Linked DNA regions of Mus musculus: region 2 is linked to region 1. Evidence: chromatin contacts called from public HiChIP or PLAC-seq data. All regions are on one chromosome and are shown on one strand. Each heading gives the region's core, a stretch centred on a gene start, on an enhancer-like site or on the middle of the called end of the contact. The rest is flanking DNA. Distances are from core to core; before and after follow the strand shown. Region 1 overlaps Sh3rf1 (SH3 domain containing ring finger 1). Region 2 overlaps Palld (palladin, cytoskeletal associated protein).

Region 1 (3,956 bases), core at 14-2,513:
AAGCACTGTCTGGAGCCTCCTCCTTCCCCTGTCTACTGCCACAGTCTGTCTGTCTGTCTACTGCAAGGTCTGGCCAGCAGGATATAATGCATTCTCTGTCATTGCTATTCTGATTGTTGTCAGCCTCCCATCCCCTCTCCTCTTCCTTGCACCCCTTTCTCATTTCCTGTGATGTAGGAAAAAAAATAGCTGAAAGACTTTAAGATGCTTAATTCTTTAGATGAAAATTGAAAAGACTTAGGGCCATGCTGGTTAGTCAGCAACTCTTTACTATGACAAAATGCTCCAGACAGTCAGCCTAAAAAGAAGAAAGGTTTATTTTGGCTCACTGTTGCAAAGGCCTCAGTCCATGATCTTCTGGCCTGTTGCTTGGAGCCTCTGGTGACCGTAAACCGTGGAAGGAGGACATGGTAATGTAGGGTCCTTCATCGGTGGTACCTGGGAACAAAAGAGAGTTTCTAGGGCCCTGTAACTACCTCAAGTTCATGCTGTCTGCCAACGGCTATCTCTTCTCTAAGGACTTACCTTCTAAGATCTCAGGCTAGAAGACAAGTCTTTCCCCCAGAGCCTTCAGGAGTGAGTCAGGATCCCCTGTCCAGCAGGCTCTGGATCTTTCAGTAAGTGTGCAATGTAATGCAATTCTGATTTTCTCCTTTTTAATATATTTTTTTGAGCCCAAGGACAATTTTATTAGTGCGTAAGAGAAAAACACCACAGGGCAGGCAAACTTTAAATCTCAGCAACCGCCCAGAGGGGGAGAATGAAGAGAGAAGGGAAATAGCGCTGCTGTTCGAGTTGCTCCCTTAAAGGGCTGCCCCAGGGCGGGAGACAGCCTAGTGGCAAGGGGTTGGGGTTTAAGGAAACCCAAAGTATCAAGAAAGCATCACTGGTGCTAGCTAGCGTCCAAAAGAGAGACAGGAAAGAAAAGGAGCATGCGCATGCGTGGTGTGTGCGTGTGTGCGTGTGTGCGTGCGTGCGTGCGTGCGTGCGTGCGTGCGTACGTGTTGGGAAGTTGAGCCTTTCTGGGTCCGGTTTCTCTACTTACCGATGGATGTTTTGATTGTTTTCCTTTCCTATCTACAGTGACTGTGGATTTGTTTGTTTGTTTGCTTTTAATGTGACAGCCACTTTCCTGATCTTAATCACATGTAAGCACCTGTATTTATATAACTGATAGCTTTCTAATGAGTTTTGGAGCTGCACCTCCAGAGAGCCCCCATGTGCTTCAGCGGTCCGTAGCATTACATATTTCCTAATGAGCTGCTATTTATAGTCAACACGGTCCCTGGCTCATTGTGTAGGCTAAAGAAAGGACACCACTTCACGACAATAGTCATTACGGTATTTTTACAAATTTTTAATAAAGGATGTCTCAACTGCTTGTTGGTGGTGATTTCTCCCAGAGCTTTGTTAATCCTAGCCCGGAAGTTCTCTTTGTATCTAGATTAAATCCTGGTCCCTGTAATAGAATCTCATGCCCTGTCCTATTTTAATGGAAAAGAAGTTTCCTTCTCTTGTCTGCCCTTGACCTTGCAGGCAGTTGTCCAGCCCCAGCTCCTCCCTACCCTCTTTTAGCTCCACTAAGTAACGTTCTGAGGGATAGAATCCAACCGTTTTTTTGCTTGACCAGTCACCCACCTTTGGCCGATCTACAGCTCCTGCTCATCTTCTTGGGGTTCATGTCCCCAAGTGCTCAGACAGTGGTAATAGAGTTCTGAAAAGGGCTCTGGGATATCATGTGACCCCCTGAGTACGATGCTTGTTTTCACTGATTTCAGGTGGCTTTTGCAGGGGCGGGGGTGGGGGGTAGGGTGGGGGTAGGGTGGGGGACTCTGAATGAGGGACCTAGAGGGGGAGCAGTGTTTGGGATGTAAATAAATACATTAATAAATTAAAAAAAGAAAGAAAGAACGTAGCATAACATTGCCCATTCATACTTTCCCTAGACTTCAGATGTTCTCTTTAATTTTCTACCGTCTCTTAAATGAGCTTTTTTTTTTTTTTTTCTTTTTCCAATTATCTGTCTCCTGCTGTTTCTGTAATCGTTATGGTAGTAGCATCAGCAATTTTCAGCTTTTATCAGGCATTAAAAAATGCCATTCTGGACTGGAGAAGTGGCATTCTCAGGGATTAAGAGCACTGGCTAATCTCCTAGAGGACCAGCATTCGATCCACAGCACCCACAGGGTGCTCATTACAAACTATAGCTTCCGTCCCAGGAGGGTTGAGTGCCGCCTTCTGGCCTGCATCGGTACTGCACACACATGGTGCATAGGCATACTGGCATACCCTATACGGGTAAAAATAAAAAAAATTTTAAAAAAGGATTATAAAAAAAGTAAAATAAAAATGTCAATCCAATGTTGTTTCTTGATAAACGTTTTTAACTATACAAATGCTTAGTTTTAGACACATATGTAATGCACTTAATAAACTTGTTACATGTCTGCATTTGACATCAGGTTGTTCTCTAATTAATTATGTTAGTTTTTTAACTGTGTACTCAGTTGTAAGGGACTCTAGAGCAGTAATAGGTTTGTGTGTGTGTGTCCGCTGTTTGTTTAATTTGAGAGGAGGGGACTGGGGTTGATGAATTCAGGGGTTTGTACATGTGAAGCGTGTTCTCTTCCCATCCTTTTCTTTGTATAAAAAGTTTTAGGTATTCAGTTCAGGAAATACTTCTCGATGGAGTTGGTAGAGCTCCAAATGCGTTCGGTCAAGTTGATGTCTTCGCAAGTGTGGTGTGCCCCACCACATGTGGGTTTTTAGCTAGCTAGCTTAATCACATTGGCTCTTCCATTATTCAAGTCAACCATGAACGTATTACCCAATGGCCGCGTAAGCCCTCGCTCGTGAAGCCTGCCTGTAATTGAATCCTGAGTTGCAGTTCTCACGAGGATGGCGCTTGAAACTTTGTGTTACACCCACCATGGTGGTCTGGAAGTCATGTTTTCCTCGTTTATTAGGGGAAAAAAATGTTCTGCTGAGTTGAATTGGAAGCCCTCTAAAAGGTAAAACGTGTGATAGGCTGTCTCACCTTCCCCAGACAAAACAGACCCAAACCCACTGGGCATCTTGGTCTTTCCCAAATGTCTTCCGATGTCTTTGTGCATCTGCTTTGGGCTGATGATGATTCAGGGAGCAAATGCCTGTGTTCCCATGCAGGCTGCCTATACACTAAGTCATTCCTAAGGGAGTAAATCCCTTGGATGGTTGGAAGCGCAGGTAACGACATGGTTAGCAACAGTACTTCCTCACTTTAAATCCCATGAGAGGCAACACGAGCATTCAAAATTAAATTAAAATTCTTGAGAATGAAGCAGAGAGAGGAGAAAGGGACAGTTACAAGAATAAATTAGTCCCCAGGGACCCTTTCCAATTCCCACATTATAAGCCAACCAGCTAGGATATGAAGCATACATGACAAGGGCCCAGGGGCTCTAGGGTGTAGATACCTGCAGGGTAGATTTTCTGTGATGTTAATGTATCACAGGGCTTAACTATGTGCATGGAAATACCTTGAGTTATTGTTACTTCTCTTGGGAGAGTGAGCTATGTGATACCCAGAAAACGGGACACTAGATCTACCTGACATTTCATTACAGATTAAAGACAATGGTGGACCTGGCAGAGGAGCGCTGTAGGAGGGCCTGGTAACTTTAGAAATGCACCAGGCTGGGTTCTCTAGGTATGCTGTGAATGAAGAGCCTTGTGTGGAGGGAGCTGGAATTCACTGTTTTTGTTTTTGTTTGTTTTTTATGATGTAAATCCACATGTGTTGCTAGCTTTATTTGAATTTAGTTTTGTTCTTTGTAATCCACACTTTCTTTTTCTTCCTGGACTAAGAGGCGAGGTTTCTTGTTCACATTGACCTTATATATTGACTCCCCAGACTCCTGGGTCTAGCTTTATTCTTTGTGCAAATGATTAGCATTGGACTAGTATTTGGGCAGGGA
Region 2 (4,133 bases), core at 1,347-3,846, 270 kb after region 1:
GTTATAGGCCAGCCTGCAATGCAGAGCCATAACCTGCCTCTAAAACCAAAGAAGCACACACACAAAACTGTCTTTTGATATATAACAGGGACATACAATTGCTTAAAAACTTTATTTTTTATATATGTGAGTATTTTGCCTGCATGTAGGTATGTGCACTGAGAATGTTTCTGATGACTATGTGTGTGAATGTTTTGGTTGTGTATGTGTGTGTGTGTATGTGTGTGTGTGTATGTATGTATGTATATATATATATATATATATATATATGCACACTGAGTATATTCCTATTGCCTCTATGTGTGTGTATGTGTGTTTTGCCTATATGTATGTACACTGAGTATGTTCTTGGTGCCTGGGAAGCCAGGAGAAGGTACCAGATTACCCTGGTATTAGACAGCTAAGAGCTGCCATGTGGGAGCTGGGAACTGAGCCTGAGTCTTCTGCTAGACCAGGAAGTGCTCTTAACTGCTGGCTACCTCTACAGTGCCCCACAGATGGACTCTGGGTTTAAGAATGAACAACCATGGTAGAGATGTGGACAATGCGGAGGCACTTGTGCATTTTGCTTCCAGGTGTCCCAAGTCACTGTCTGTCTGTGCCTGTGGGACTGGGAAGCCAGGCAACACAGAAAGTTTTGTTCTTCTAGTATCTGCAGAGTGGAAAGTCTCAGAGCAATTGATAAGTTTCCTATATCTGACCTAGATTCCTTCCCTTTTTTTTTAAAAATAATAATCATAGTTAGGAAGTCTAGATAGATCTCAACATTAATAAACTGAAGAGAACCAGACATCTGAGAAAGTTTCAAAAGACTATTACTTTCTCAAGCAGAGGTAATTTTCTTGGAATTAAAAGAAATATTTTCTAGTGTTTTTATTTATTTATCTTTATATCAATGGGTCATATAATTCTGTTGTAGTCCTGAAATTGAGTTGGTAGGGTTTTTTTTTTTTTAATTTAGGATGCATGTATACAAACACACATACACACATTCAAGAGTCTACTGCCAAGAGCTGCTGAAGATATTTTAATGAGGAAAGCGCTTAGCTATGTAAGTCCACATTCCAGAATCAAGGTATAGCCATGTTAAAACTACCCCAAGACACGGAAAAAAATATGATTTGGGAGGAAATGGTTAGAGACAGTCACTTGCAGAATACACAAATAAGAAAATGTGAAAGATGCGGATGCCTTTATGTTAACCCCTACGATGCTGAAGTGAGAAAGGCGCAGCTGACCAGCCAGCCTAAGAAACCAACATGCACATCTCGCTAATCAATCAAAGACCCTGGAGATACTTGGGTGTTTGTTCTCCTGGAAGGGTTTCACTATTAATGTCGGGAAACTACAAACAGAAAGAGAAAGAGTAATATGAATTTTTTTTTGGCAAATAAAATCCTGGCATATTAACTTAGAAATGTAAAGCTTAGAGTAATGAGATATATCACTCTGCCATCTCATTCTTAACCATTCAGTGTGTGAAATGCACCGAGATGAAATGAGGCGCACTCACTGTAGACATCCAGCCGGGCAGTGCAGGACACAATGCCTGCTTCGTTCTTGGCGGACACAGTGTACCACCCAGCGTCTTCCTTTGTGGCTCCCTGGATGAGCAGGCAGATGTAGCCATGATTATCCTGGTGCATGCTGCGGAAAAAGATAAAGTCATTAGGGCTCTACATTTTTAAAAAGTGGCTTTGGACATGAAGCATCATTTTTAATTAGGTCATTAGAAACGGAATTGTGCGAGCAGCAGATAATAGGATCATACTTATTCTAGAGAGGCAGCTAGCCCCATTAAGTTAATGGGAGAGCAGAGCAGACCTCAAGAGGGCGAGTAAATCCATGCACTAATTCTTAAGGGAAGACCCGCCTTTACAAAACCACAGGCTGGGCCACCACCATGGGAGCAAACGAATCTATCTTTTCTTTCTGATATACACATTTCAAAAATGCAGCCAGGTTAAGTCAGAATCTGCTTTGTCACATCCCAAAATTGCTCTCTTCCAAAGCTTAAGCCTACATTTGGACGAAGTGTGGCTCTCGTCTTGCACATCACTGATGATAACGTACATGGCTTTTACGCTCACCGATTTGCATGCAGTATCTGATGCGTCGTTTCAGCTAGCACCGGGACTGTGCAAGTTCTGAGGTAGACGAAGCCACCGTGCAGTCTTACCTTACTCGCTCAGTGCTGTGAGTGAGCGATTCATTTTCTTTCTTCCAAAATATCTGAGGTGGCGGCACTCCCGAGACACGGCATTCCAGCCGCACTGGGTATCCATCAGCAACCCCCGTGTTCTGTAGCTTCTCCATAAACACAGGGGCCTTGTGTGCTTCCTTAGCTAAGGGAACACGAGAGGAATGATCTGTTAGTGGCATGCCAAAGGGTCACTGCGAGGAACTCGGGAGCTTTAGAAAGATGAAGTACTGTTTTCACGTCGGGTGGTAAGAGGTTAGCCCTCCCCTCAAGCAAAGGTCTGTACGCTTCATTCCACTCACGTTATTTCCTCAATTAATTCAAGACTGATAGGCCCACATAGTGCCCGGCCATCTGCTCCTCAGAATGCCTGCCTGACAGGCCTCAGAGATTCGGAGTCATTGCTAGCAGCTGCGAGAGCATTGCTCTAATTAAGTCAACAGGCTCGCACAGGCCTTACCTACTGCTGCCACCTAGTGGTGCCGAGTATTTCAGCACCAGGATTCCCTGGCTGCCACCTGAAATGCCTTTTTTTTTTTGAAGATTTAAAATTTGGAACTCATAAAGTCATTACTTGACCACAGAATTCATTTCTTTGCCCACTAACTTGTTTCAGCAGTGAGAAAGAAATCACAGGCCACCTACCAGCAACCACAAGCTCCAGGTTAAACGAGTTCTGTCCTGCTCTGTTGGTGGCAATACATGTGTAGATGCCGGCGTCCCGGGACGTGACTGGCTCTATAATGAGGGAGTGGACCCCATTCTCACGGACCAGCATCTTGTGAGCACTGTCGGGGCGTATGGGCTTTCCATCTAGTTGCCAGCTGAGATCTGGGGTTGGTAACCCACTGACCTACACCAGAAAGGAGACACACATGAACTTCTCCAGTAGTAAAACCATCAAATCACCAAGAGTTACGGATCCAGAGTCAGTTCGTCCTCCGGTAGCACAAACAATGGCTTTTCCATGTTACTCTCTTGTTTAAAACCTTCCCGTGGTTCCCATGAGCACTGAGAGATACACTTCTAAACATCTTTTCTAGAACAATTCGGAGGTAAGTAAAACGGGGATTAAAACATATTTCTGTCATCTTCTTACCTCACCTAAGACTATAAACATTCCCAGGTGATGATGGCACCGAGCTCTGAGCTCTTTGGAAACACGGGAGGTGCAGCCTTTATAACAGTAACACTCAGCTGGAAAGCTTCCCACCAAGGACTGGCCATCACCATGGAGATGCATGTGACACAGACCTATTATTATTTTATAATCTTTGAAAGTGAATAACCAGAGCAATTTGAAATTGCCCAGAAAGTCAGACAAATTAGCATCACAATGGAGACATCCTGAAAACCTTAAGAGCTTGGCAGTTGTGTTGAACAGAGAGCAGGCCAAAGCATTCAATGGCTAGTCCCCCTTGCATTGTTAAAGGGAGGGGCAGTGGCCATCTGCTGGCTTTGTATAGGGCTGCCCTTGACTTTAGGATAGAAGAGAAGTGAGGAAGAGTTGATATTCCTCCTTCCTCCTACTCTACTAGTGGGAAATGATGTATTCTGCTACCCAAAGACTATTGGATCATAAAACAATCATAAAACTATTGGATTATGAAACGGTTCCTTTGAAACACTAGCCTTGTCTAAATCAGCCAGAGAACCCGTACAGTTCCTCCTGCCCCATGGTAAGTACTCATTCCTGCTACCAACAAGGTGTCTCGGACACATGTAGTCACATCTGGAGAATGTAAGGGGAAAAAGCGCAATTACGTCATGGGTTAAAGGGGTGGGGTTTCGAAAGAGCAGTAGTTAGGAAGTGGTTTCTCCTCATGTACCCTCTCCCCGTGGGAAGACACTAGAAGTGGTACAGAAATATCAGAGTAGATAGATAGTTATGACTGGGCTCCAGGTCCTGGGGAGCTTATAGTTTGTTCCCATT

The links. HiChIP or PLAC-seq counts read pairs in DNA pulled down with a chosen protein or histone mark.
Region 2: an H3K27ac HiChIP or PLAC-seq map of embryonic stem cells shows a contact between it and region 1, with 2.6 times the contacts expected there. The contact joins two enhancer-like sites. A contact is called at or near these places in 3 of 484 Hi-C or Micro-C datasets (3T3-L1-derived adipocytes, the G1E-ER4 cell line and embryonic stem cells) and 8 of 115 datasets of contacts at active chromatin or transcription factors (differentiating embryonic stem cells, embryonic basal ganglia, embryonic hindbrain and 5 more).

Annotation. Positions count from the first base shown.
Region 1 is chr8:61,242,133-61,246,088 of GRCm38.p6, forward strand. All of the region lies in intron 2 of Sh3rf1 (SH3 domain containing ring finger 1), which reads left to right. Among named protein-coding and RNA genes, the nearest start is that of Sh3rf1, 20 kb to the left of the region's middle. Within about 2 kb of position 1,264, at least 14 of the 459 cell types and tissues checked have an H3K27ac peak or open chromatin away from gene starts, as enhancers often do. A contact at or near this core is called in embryonic stem cells, where this site is marked.
Region 2 is chr8:61,513,690-61,517,822 of GRCm38.p6, forward strand. It overlaps Palld (palladin, cytoskeletal associated protein), which reads right to left. Exons shown (of 22, transcript NM_001293772.2): 19 at 2,846-3,053; 20 at 2,180-2,345; 21 at 1,514-1,647. Among named protein-coding and RNA genes, the nearest start is that of Cbr4, 28 kb to the left of the region's middle. Within about 2 kb of position 2,597, at least 127 of the 459 cell types and tissues checked have an H3K27ac peak or open chromatin away from gene starts, as enhancers often do. A contact at or near this core is called in embryonic stem cells, where this site is marked.